Linked DNA regions of Zea mays: region 1 is linked to region 2. The links are chromatin contacts, called in public Hi-C maps. All regions are on one chromosome and are shown on one strand. Each heading gives the region's core, a stretch centred on a gene start, on an enhancer-like site or on the middle of the called end of the contact. The rest is flanking DNA. Distances are from core to core; before and after follow the strand shown. Region 1 holds the start of LOC100286253 (protein kinase domain containing protein). Region 2 holds the start of LOC100285862 (O-succinylhomoserine sulfhydrylase).

The links. Hi-C and Micro-C count contacts between places; a contact is called where the count stands out from the background.
Region 1: a Hi-C map of tassel shows a contact between it and region 2, with 1.9 times the contacts expected there. The contact joins the promoter of LOC100286253 here to the promoter of LOC100285862 in region 2. A contact is called at or near these places in 2 of 25 Hi-C or Micro-C datasets (ear and tassel).

What each region holds. Positions count from the first base shown.
Region 1 is chr1:229,272,776-229,277,296 of Zm-B73-REFERENCE-NAM-5.0, forward strand. LOC100286253 (protein kinase domain containing protein) reads left to right here and starts at 2,917. Exons shown (of 2, transcript NM_001159140.1): 1 at 2,917-3,438; 2 at 3,549-4,521. The coding sequence starts at 3,069. The coding sequence ends at 4,240.
Region 2 is chr1:228,613,841-228,618,844 of Zm-B73-REFERENCE-NAM-5.0, forward strand. LOC100285862 (O-succinylhomoserine sulfhydrylase) reads left to right here and starts at 1,588. Exons shown (of 2, transcript NM_001367227.1): 1 at 1,588-2,435; 2 at 4,037-4,880. The coding sequence starts at 1,649. The coding sequence ends at 4,671.

The DNA of each region.
Region 1 (4,521 bases), core at 1,667-4,166, 660 kb after region 2:
TGACGACATCGGCGCAGCGACCTCCTGCTCGCGCCGTACGAGCCGGCCTTGATTTCAGCAATCAGCAGCAGCAGAAGCCGGCCGTACGCCCCGTTCCCTCCCCTGGAAGAAGCAAAACGAAAGTGGCCGACGAGACGCGTGCAGTGCAGGACCCCGATAGGTGGCGCGTCACACCGAGATAGCTCGCGCGCGCCGCCTGCTTCCCGGCCGCCCTCCCGCCGACGCACCGCCAAACCTCCGAGGGGCCCGGCCCAGATTGGTGATTGGTCCCCCCCCAATCGAATGGATGCCGAGTCACCTCACCAGTCATCAGCTCATCTCAGTGTCCACCTCTCCACCATCCTGTGCAAGAGTCTCACTGCTTGCTTCCGTTTTTTTACATCAGCTGTGTGTGCGCGCGCGCGCGAAAACCGCAGCGTGTTTTTCAGGTTCAGAGGCAACTTGACGAGCACGAGGAGGTACATTACACTGCACTGGCAGGCGTAGAAGCCACCCGTACTCTTTGGCTGCAGTGACATGTCACCTTATCCATGTCTTGGCTAGTTGGCTTGTTGGATTGGACCAGTCGAGATGGCGTCGCATTGCATTATCCACCCGTACTCTTGTTGGATCGGTCCGTGGCATCGAGATGGCGTCGCATTGCATTGCATTGCAAGGGAGGTTTTAGAGAGGCAGAGAGCGCTACGTTCGACCCATAAAAGCCAACCGAGCCGGCGAGCGAGAGGAGGGTGGCTTGACGCAATAATAATAATAATAATAATAATAAATCCGCCACCTTTAAAAACTCTCGTACCCAAAGCCCATGCCGCCATGTTGCGGGGCGTGTTGAAGGTTCAGTGAACGCGAACAGGCGCCCGGATTTCGTGTGAAGGTTCAGGAATCCGATGCGTCTCTCTGTGTGTGATGTGCGCGCGCCTGTGGTTCTCGTCATGCCCGTACGCGTGGGAAGTCCGCTTTGCTCTTTTCAGGGTTCTCGCGTGAAGCATGTACAGTACGTATGGCTCAACCTCAGAAGCAACCAAACAAGACGCCATTCATGAGGACGACTCACCGCTCTCGGATGCGCTGCGTCCTCCTCCCTCCAGGCTCCAGCGCGCGGGCTCCAGCTCCCGCCCGTCGCCGTCGGCCTGGACTCCTCCTTGACCATCCGCCTCCTGCTCGTCCAACCGGCCCCGGACCACGGCGCTGCGCCACCACACCAACCAAACCCATCCCCAAACAAAACCGACACGCGTCCGGACTAGGAATGGTAACGTGGGATAAAAACCCTGACGAGAATTCCGTCCCCGCTTGAATTATAATTAACCCAAACCGTATAGGTACTGCAGGCAGGAGTATACATGTCCAACGGGCCGTGCTGGACCGGCCCGGCACGGGCATGGCTGGACCCGGCACGAGGGGCGCCAGTCCAAGTCCGGCACGGTTTAGTGTCGTGTCGGGCCGGGCCGGCCCGCGGGCTGGCTGACGCAGCCTAGACCCGACACGGTTATAACACACAAAAAACAATCTAAAATTCAGAATTTAAAGATAATATTCAAATTTAGTTTAAATTCAATTAATTATATTTATAATTTTAGATACATACTTAGACAAAGAATTTTAGATACACATATAAACACATATAACAATTTCGAATACTCTTATATAATAACATATTATCAGTATTATAGCTAAAAACAGACTGACAGTTACAAAATAAGGTCCTAAAACGTGCCGTTATCGTGTCTACTAATTAATCGTGCCGGGCCCGTGCCTGCACCGCGGGCCAGAAGACTAGCCCAAGCCCGACACGGCTATCGGACCGGGCCGGCCCGGGCACGGTTCTAGTCGGGCTGGACCGTGCTCGTGCCGGGCCACGACCGTGCCGGGTCACGGGCCCACTGGCGGGCCGGTCCATTTGGACATGTCTAGGCAGGATAAATAAGAGCTCCGGTTTTTCACCTAACACTTGGCCAGTCGCCGTAACTATCGTACTAGTAGCAGTAACCATACTGGTTAAATCTCGATGTTATTTTTTCACTGCTGCGGCATGCGGTGAGCGAGCAAGCGACCGGTCATCAGGACCTTTTTTCCTGATTTGAGCTGACCAGAGCTCGGCAGCGGCAACCTGACATGTCCGCTGCCCGCTGAAGCTTCCGGCTTTTTCCGATGTATGTATGTACAAGCCCTGGAAAACGTCACCTCAAGAACCTGCCCAGCCCAGCCCAGCCCAGCCCAGCCCAGCCCAGTGCTGCTGCTGCATCGGTCACCGATCAGTGGTGGGTGCGAGACATCCTGGATCGCCAAGGAAAGGAACCACGTCCACTGTTCACGCCTCGGCTTTGCCCATATGATGCGTGCCGTCGTTATTCGTTAAGCTTCAGCTGAAACCTAATCGGCCGCAAGCTTCCACACCTACTGGAGCTGGACAGACACAGGCTCACTCCCTTGATATGTTTGTTGATCATGCATGCATACATCTAGTCGTCACACACGGTACGTGTATTGGTGTACTGGTCCAATTATACGGTCTAAACAAGTGCATAGTCTCGCTGTAATCCATGGAGCTCCACGGATAATGGAGGAATAGATTAATAACACCAATAATAATAATAATAACGAACGGTTGGTTCGATCGATGAGTCCCCGCCTAATAGCATATTTGGTGAGGCAACAATAGTACTGTCCTTGTGAGTAAGGTGGGTCCACTTGTCAGGCACCCTATCATCCCTGCCACTGCAGGTCTGCGGCGCTGCTGCATCTGCATGCCAATGACTGCATAAACAAGTTTCTCGCTTGCTTACATCATCCCCTCCACAGTTTACATCCTGTGATCCTGATAAGTTGGCACTTCACAGTTCAAACCCCCCACCAAATCTGAATCCCCCATACACCTCTCCCATATATATATCAGCCTTCCGCCCATCCCAACCCCAAGTACACAGAGAAACAAATACAGAGAGGCAGAGGCGCCATCATCTCCCTTCTTCTTCACCCACAAGCCTCTAGGTGCCTCACAAGTCCTCCTCCGCTGTCATCTCCCCTCTCCACTCCTCCCTGGTTTGTTCAAGAAACTTTCTTTGGACAAGATGGGAGTGCAGAGGTACAGGTTCTTCTGCTGCGGGTGTGGCGCCAATGCGGCGGCCGACGGCCGGGAACGCGACGAGGACGGGGGCTTCGGGGTGTCCGACGGCAAGGCCGAGAAGGGGGTCGAGGCCGGCCCGCGGGGGCTGTCGTGGGCGCAGGTTGAGGCGATGACGGGCGGGTTCACCTCGGCCGTGGTCGGCGAGGGCGGGTTCAGCACCGTGTACCTGGCGCGCCTCTCCGGCGCGCTCGCCGCCGTCAAGGTCCACCGCAGCAGCGAGCGCCTCCACCGCGTGTTCCGCCAGGAGCTCGACGCGCTCCAGCGCGTCCGGCACCCGCACATCGTCCGCCTCCTAGCCTTCTGCGACCAGCAAGGTGGGTCATCTCCTCTGCTCTGCTTTCTCGCGCTCCGCCTAGTGCGCCTTCCTTGTGCTGTGCTGAGTGCTGACGGAAGGCTCTGGCTTTTTTTTCCCCCCGAGTCGCAGACGAAGGCGTGCTGGTGCTCGAGTTCGCGGCGAACGGGAACCTGCACGAGCGGCTCCACGGCGGGGGCAAGGCCGCGGGGACGATGCCGTGGGCGCGGCGGGTGTCGGTGGCGCTGCAGGTGGCGCGCGCGCTCGAGCACCTGCACGACCGCTGCGAGCCGCAGGTGGTGCACGGCGACGTGAAGGCGTCCAACGTGCTCCTGGACGCGTCCATGTCCGCCAAGCTGTGCGACTTCGGGTCGGCGCGGATGGGGTTCTCGGCCGCCGTCCGCCCGCGCTCGTCCGCGCGCACCATGCTGGGCTCGCCAGGCTACGTCGACCCGCACTACATCCGCTCCGGCGTGGTCACCAAGAAGAGCGACGTGTACAGCTTCGGCGTCCTGCTCCTGGAGCTGCTCACGGGGATGGAGGCCTTCTGCGCGGAGGAAGGCCGGCTCCTCACTGCCGTCGTCGCGCCGCGGCTCAGGGCAGGCGACCCGCCCTGCGACGCGCGCGGGTTGGTCGACGAGAGGCTCGGCACCGCCTACGACGCCGCCGAGGCCGCCGCGGTGGCGGCGCTGGCCGCGGCCTGTGTCGGCGACAACCCCAGCCTCCGGCCGTCCATGGCCGACGTGGTGCGCACCCTGGAGCAGCGCGCGCAGGGATCCATCTCCGCCGTGGAGAGGAGATCGGACGGCCAGAGGAAGGTGTGAGCCACGAGGGCGGGGTCGTCGCGTCCTCCGAGGCGCCCAGATCTGGCTTGCCGACTTGTTAACTTGCGGTGCTGACGTGCGTGCATCGCACACGTGGCGCGCGAACATTGGTTGCTAGGAGAACAAAGCGTTGCTGGTGTGCGAGCACATCAAAAGGACGAATCAAAAAAGAAGTGGAGAAAAGCGTGGTGAAAATTGAAGAGAGAGAGAGAGAGAGAGTTGATTAGGGGAAAGGTTTGGAGGAGGTAAAAAGGCAGGGCTAATCTGTGTGCTGATGGGGG
Region 2 (5,004 bases), core at 338-2,837:
GGTGCCCAGGCTGGCGCGCCCCATGAACTGGCCGCTCTCGGGATAACAAAGAGCTCCGTGGCTAAAATTCACCAAACTGTCCGGTGAGTCTAGGGTCAACGATCACTTCACCAACGGTCGACTGCTACGCGGTCAGAAAGGACAGAAGGGCAGAAGCGGTCAGAGAAAGTTATTCGCACCGGACTGTCCGGTGTGCCACCGGACTGTTCGGTGCGTCACAGGGCAGACGAATCCAACGGTCGATTGACGTGGCACGCACCGGACAATAAACAGTGCAATGTCCGGTGCGCATGTAGGATCTAGGACACCGGCTAGAGGGGGTGAATAGACGTTTTTGACTAAAATAAAATACACTAGACAAATTTAATCAAAACAACAAGAGATGTAAATATTTCTAGCCTTGATGGAACAACAAAATGTAATGAGCAATTTAATCTATTGTCACAAAGATAATCAATATATAAGTTACCATAATAGCGTTTACCGATCGTTTCCGACCGTTTTCATCCCTAGTGCTATATATGCATGTTTATGTGTGAGACTGAACATAAGCATCCCTTTTAAAACTAGTTTGGAAACTTAAATCTCATTCGTGATTGGAGGAGATAGAAATGAAAGTGAACTAATTTCTCTATCAATCCTCTCCTAGACATCACAAAGCCATAATCATGATTGTTAAGCTCAATCATTAACCACGATAAAGCCGCCATTAATAAGCCTAAAGTAACTAAACTGGTCCATCTGCCGTTAGTCGTACACTATGTCATGGTGGCCTGGTCCAGTCTAGTTTCTTATGCCCTATTTGAAACCTCTAAAAACAATAATTAGTTATTATAATTAGTTGTTGAGGTTCCAAACACTCTCAGCTAATATCTTAGCTATTTTTTTAGCTAACTCACAACTAACCAACAGTTCATTAGTTGGCTTAACTCAACTAATAATTTATTAGCTGACTAACTATTATTTCTATTTCTATGTGTTTTAAGCAAAGCCTTATATGTCGCATCGCACAATATTCATTACACTTACTCTCTCTATTTTAAATTATAAAACAATTTGATTTTTTGATATAATGTACTATCTTTGTACTAAAATAATAGTAGTTTTAAGGAATTAGTGGGTTCATATAATTCTTGATTCGGAAAGGAGGGAGTATTATAAGTGCATAGCAAAAGTTATAATTTTTGGAGAAAGAACTAAAATATCTTACAATCTAAATGGTGCGACTGGTATTAATTTTAATTGAATCTGATTTGGCTGGATATACACATACAGTGCAATAACCAAAACCTGATTTTGCCCCCTGCATCTTTTAAAACTCAATGAATTGCTGCCTAACAGTACCATAACGTATAGACGCTACAGTTAGCATGAAGATATCATCCCAACGTTACAATCTGTAGCCTGGTCACCTGACCGTGGAATGGGCCCGATTCATACCCCCTCCTCCATCCACCGCCCGTTCCAGCGCGCCCGCGGCCGGCGGCTCACAGCCGTCCACAGCATCGAGAGTCTCCCAGCCACAGAAGATCCTGGCATCGCCTATAAATTGCCCATCACCTCATGTTCCCTTCCCCGCACCGCTCTGAAAACCATTCCCAGGCCCGCCCGACTTCCTGCCCTTGTACAACGCACGGTCCCCGTCCCAATGGCCCAGACTCTGTCCGCCGCCTCCGAGCTGGCCACCCTGAAGCGCCCGTTCGGCAACGACGGGTTCGGCGATGGCAGCAACAACGGCAGCGCCACCGGCGAGAAGCCCAAGGCGCGGCGGCGGGAGGCGGACCCGGCGGCGGCGCTGGCCGCGGCGCGGCACGAGTTCGGCGAGCACGGCGGCGTGAACATGTCCATCGAGGCGTCGGCGACGTTCACGGTGATGGAGCCGGACACGATGCGGCGGCTGTTCGCGGGCGAGCTGGGCCCCGACCGCGGCGACATGTACATCTACAGCCGGCACTTCAACCCGACGGTGCTGGCGCTGGGGCGGCAGATGGCGGCGCTGGAGGGCACGGAGGCGGGCTACTGCACGGCGTCCGGGATGTCCGCCATCTCGTCCGTGCTGATGCAGCTGGTGGGCGCCGGCGGGCACGTGGTGGCGTCGCGGTGCCTGTACGGCGGGACACACGCGCTGCTGGCCCGGTTCCTGCCGCGCGCCTCCGGGGTGCGCGCCACCTTCGTGGACGCCGACGACGAGGCCGCCGTGCGCGCCGCGGTGGTCCCCGGCGAGACGCGGGTGGTGTACGTGGAGACCATGTCCAACCCGACGCTCGCCGTCGCCGACATCCCCATGCTGGCGCGGGTGGCGCACGAGGCCGGCGCCAAGCTCGTGGTGGACAACACCTTCACCCCCGTGGTGGTGTCGCCCGCGCGCCTCGGCGCCGACGTCGTCGTCCACAGCGTCTCCAAGTTCATCAGCGGCGGCGCCGACATCATCGCCGGTAAGGACACGTCCTATCCTATTTATATCCTCCGACCCTGTCCCCGCGTCGTCGGCGACTCGGCGTGGCGTGTGCATGCAACGATAAAATTAGAAACGCGCCTCGCTGACGGTCTGTGTGGTTGGAAAACCTACTCGGCTACTCCTACCTAGCTGCATTAGTGGGAGGCATGCGTGGTTATTGTAAAGCACTTGCAAATTGCAGATAGAAAACCGATAGCTAGGCATGCATGGTACGGTTACGTGACTGTGTTCCAGTGAAGCTGGGGCCTCAAAAGCTAGGGCCTTGGTCACATGGAATCTTTGGAGCGGGGGAGGGGGGGATTGTACATGAAAAAAATGTCAAAATAAGGTCTTATTGGTTTGTGCCGGATTGGTGGGTCGGAACGCTTCCTGACCGGATTGCTTCTCTAATTTATATAAACTTTGATTAGCTGGAACAATTTCAAGTATAATCTGACACAAACGAACAAGCCCTAAATTACCGTACCGGTCAAACAGATTATTGCTATAATATAATAATAAATACCGGGGTAATAGGATAAATCGGCAGACCGTACATGAGTGATTACGACATGACACATGTGTCCACCGCGGCATCGCTATCCCCAGTAGCCGTGGATCAATTTGGTAACGGAGGAAGCACGTGCGCCTTTACATTGTCTAGTCAAAAGTTCCATTGTCAGGGTTTTTGCTGGGCTCAGATCGCTAAGCTGATCTGCGCTCTCGACTAACACAATTTGCTGCGGTTTTTGTTTATTTGAATGTTTTTGAATACACAAAATAGTGGTGTAGTAATAGACCGGAGTTACGTGACCGCCTACATATTTTTATAGGCAAAAAAAATAGGCAGAACACACCCTGTACTTGTAACTGACGTGCATTGCGCTCCCTACATGTGGAGACTGGATGCGAAGGCGACGACGATGACAACGATCAAGGCCCCAAGCGACAAGGTACAGAGTCACGCGGGCGCGGTTGGTCTCGCCTAGTCACGTAGCTAGAATCCCCTTGGCCGCGGGAACGTGACGTGGTGTGACCCACCCCATCGTCTGTGCCTGGCACGCTCCATGTGTGGCAGGTCAGGTCTGGCCAAGGCCAGGACGGGCGCGGCGGGGCCTCCAGCATGGCCGGCGACCCATCCTCTGCCGATCCCCGTGTTTGGCCGCTCACCGTCTAATCATTTTGTCTGCCGCGCCTTTTTTTTTTTCCTTGCAACTTTTCTTTCGTCGCATTGCACTGCACCCCCGCTCCTTCAATAATGCGTTGCTGCTGGGGTGTGCAACGTAGGAGTAGTGCACTGCACCGCGTGGCTTTTGTCCTGGCTCCTGACCCTGCCACGTACGACGAACCGCATGGCGTCAGGACGTGACCGCGCCCGCCTGTTGTCGTCTGGCCAGGCCTCCATCACGCCTTGGCGCGTGCACGAGATCGTAGCCAAGCCAAGCCCGCCCCCGTCAGCGCAAGCGCAAACGAACAAACCTGCCACGCATCGCACTAGTACAGTAGTGCCTGCATAGAAGTATGTGGTGGTGCTCATCTCATCTCATATCATTCGTCTGTCTCTGTCCTTGATGTGCTAAACGCTTGCATTGCATGCAGGCGCGATCTGCGGGCCGGCGAGCCTGGTGAACGCGATGATGGACCTGCAGGAGGGGGCGCTGATGCTGCTGGGCCCCACGATGAACGCCAAGGTGGCGTTCGAGCTGTCGGAGCGGCTGCCGCACCTGCCGCTGCGGATGCAGGAGCACTCGCGCCGCGCGCTGGCGTTCGCCGAGCGGATGCAGGGGCTGGGCCTGCGCGTGCTGTACCCGGGCCTCCCGGGCCACCCGCACCACGCGCGCCTGGCCGCCATGGGCAACCCGGGCTACGGCTGCGGCGGCATGCTGTGCCTCGACATGGGCACCGAGGAGCGCGCCAACCGCCTCATGCACCACCTCCAGAACACCACCCAGTTCGGCCTCATGGCCGTCAGCCTCGGCTACTACGAGACGCTCATGTCCTGCTCCGGCAGCAGCACCAGCAGCGAGATGCCGCCCGAGGACCGCGCGCGCGCGGGCATCTCCCCGGGCCTCGTCCGCATGTCCGTCGGCTACAACGGCACGCTGGAGCAGCGCTGGGCGCAGTTCGAGCGCGCGCTCGCGCTCATGCAGACGCCGACGCCCACGCACCACCTCAAGCAGGCCGCCGACCGCGACGGCCCCGAAGCCGCCAACAACCACCACCGCAAGCACTGACGCGCTTGCGCTTCCGAGCGTGCGTGCGTGCATGCATGGCCTGTGGACTTGTGTTTGTCGTGTTCGTGTATATACTACTAGTGCCATTCAAGCAAGAATATTAAACACCATCTGATCCCTCTGGTTCAGATGGATCGATATGCCAGTGCAAGCGGCTCGATCTCTGGGGAACCTGGGAATGGACCTGAATAAATGGGATTTGTCTTTAACGGTGTCCTCCTTACTCTCTATTATTATATGGATCCAGGGGCGAATTTAGGGGGTTTATCGGGGTCAGCCGACCCCGATAAATTTTATAAATCCTTTAGAAAAACTCTATTAAAGTTCATAAAA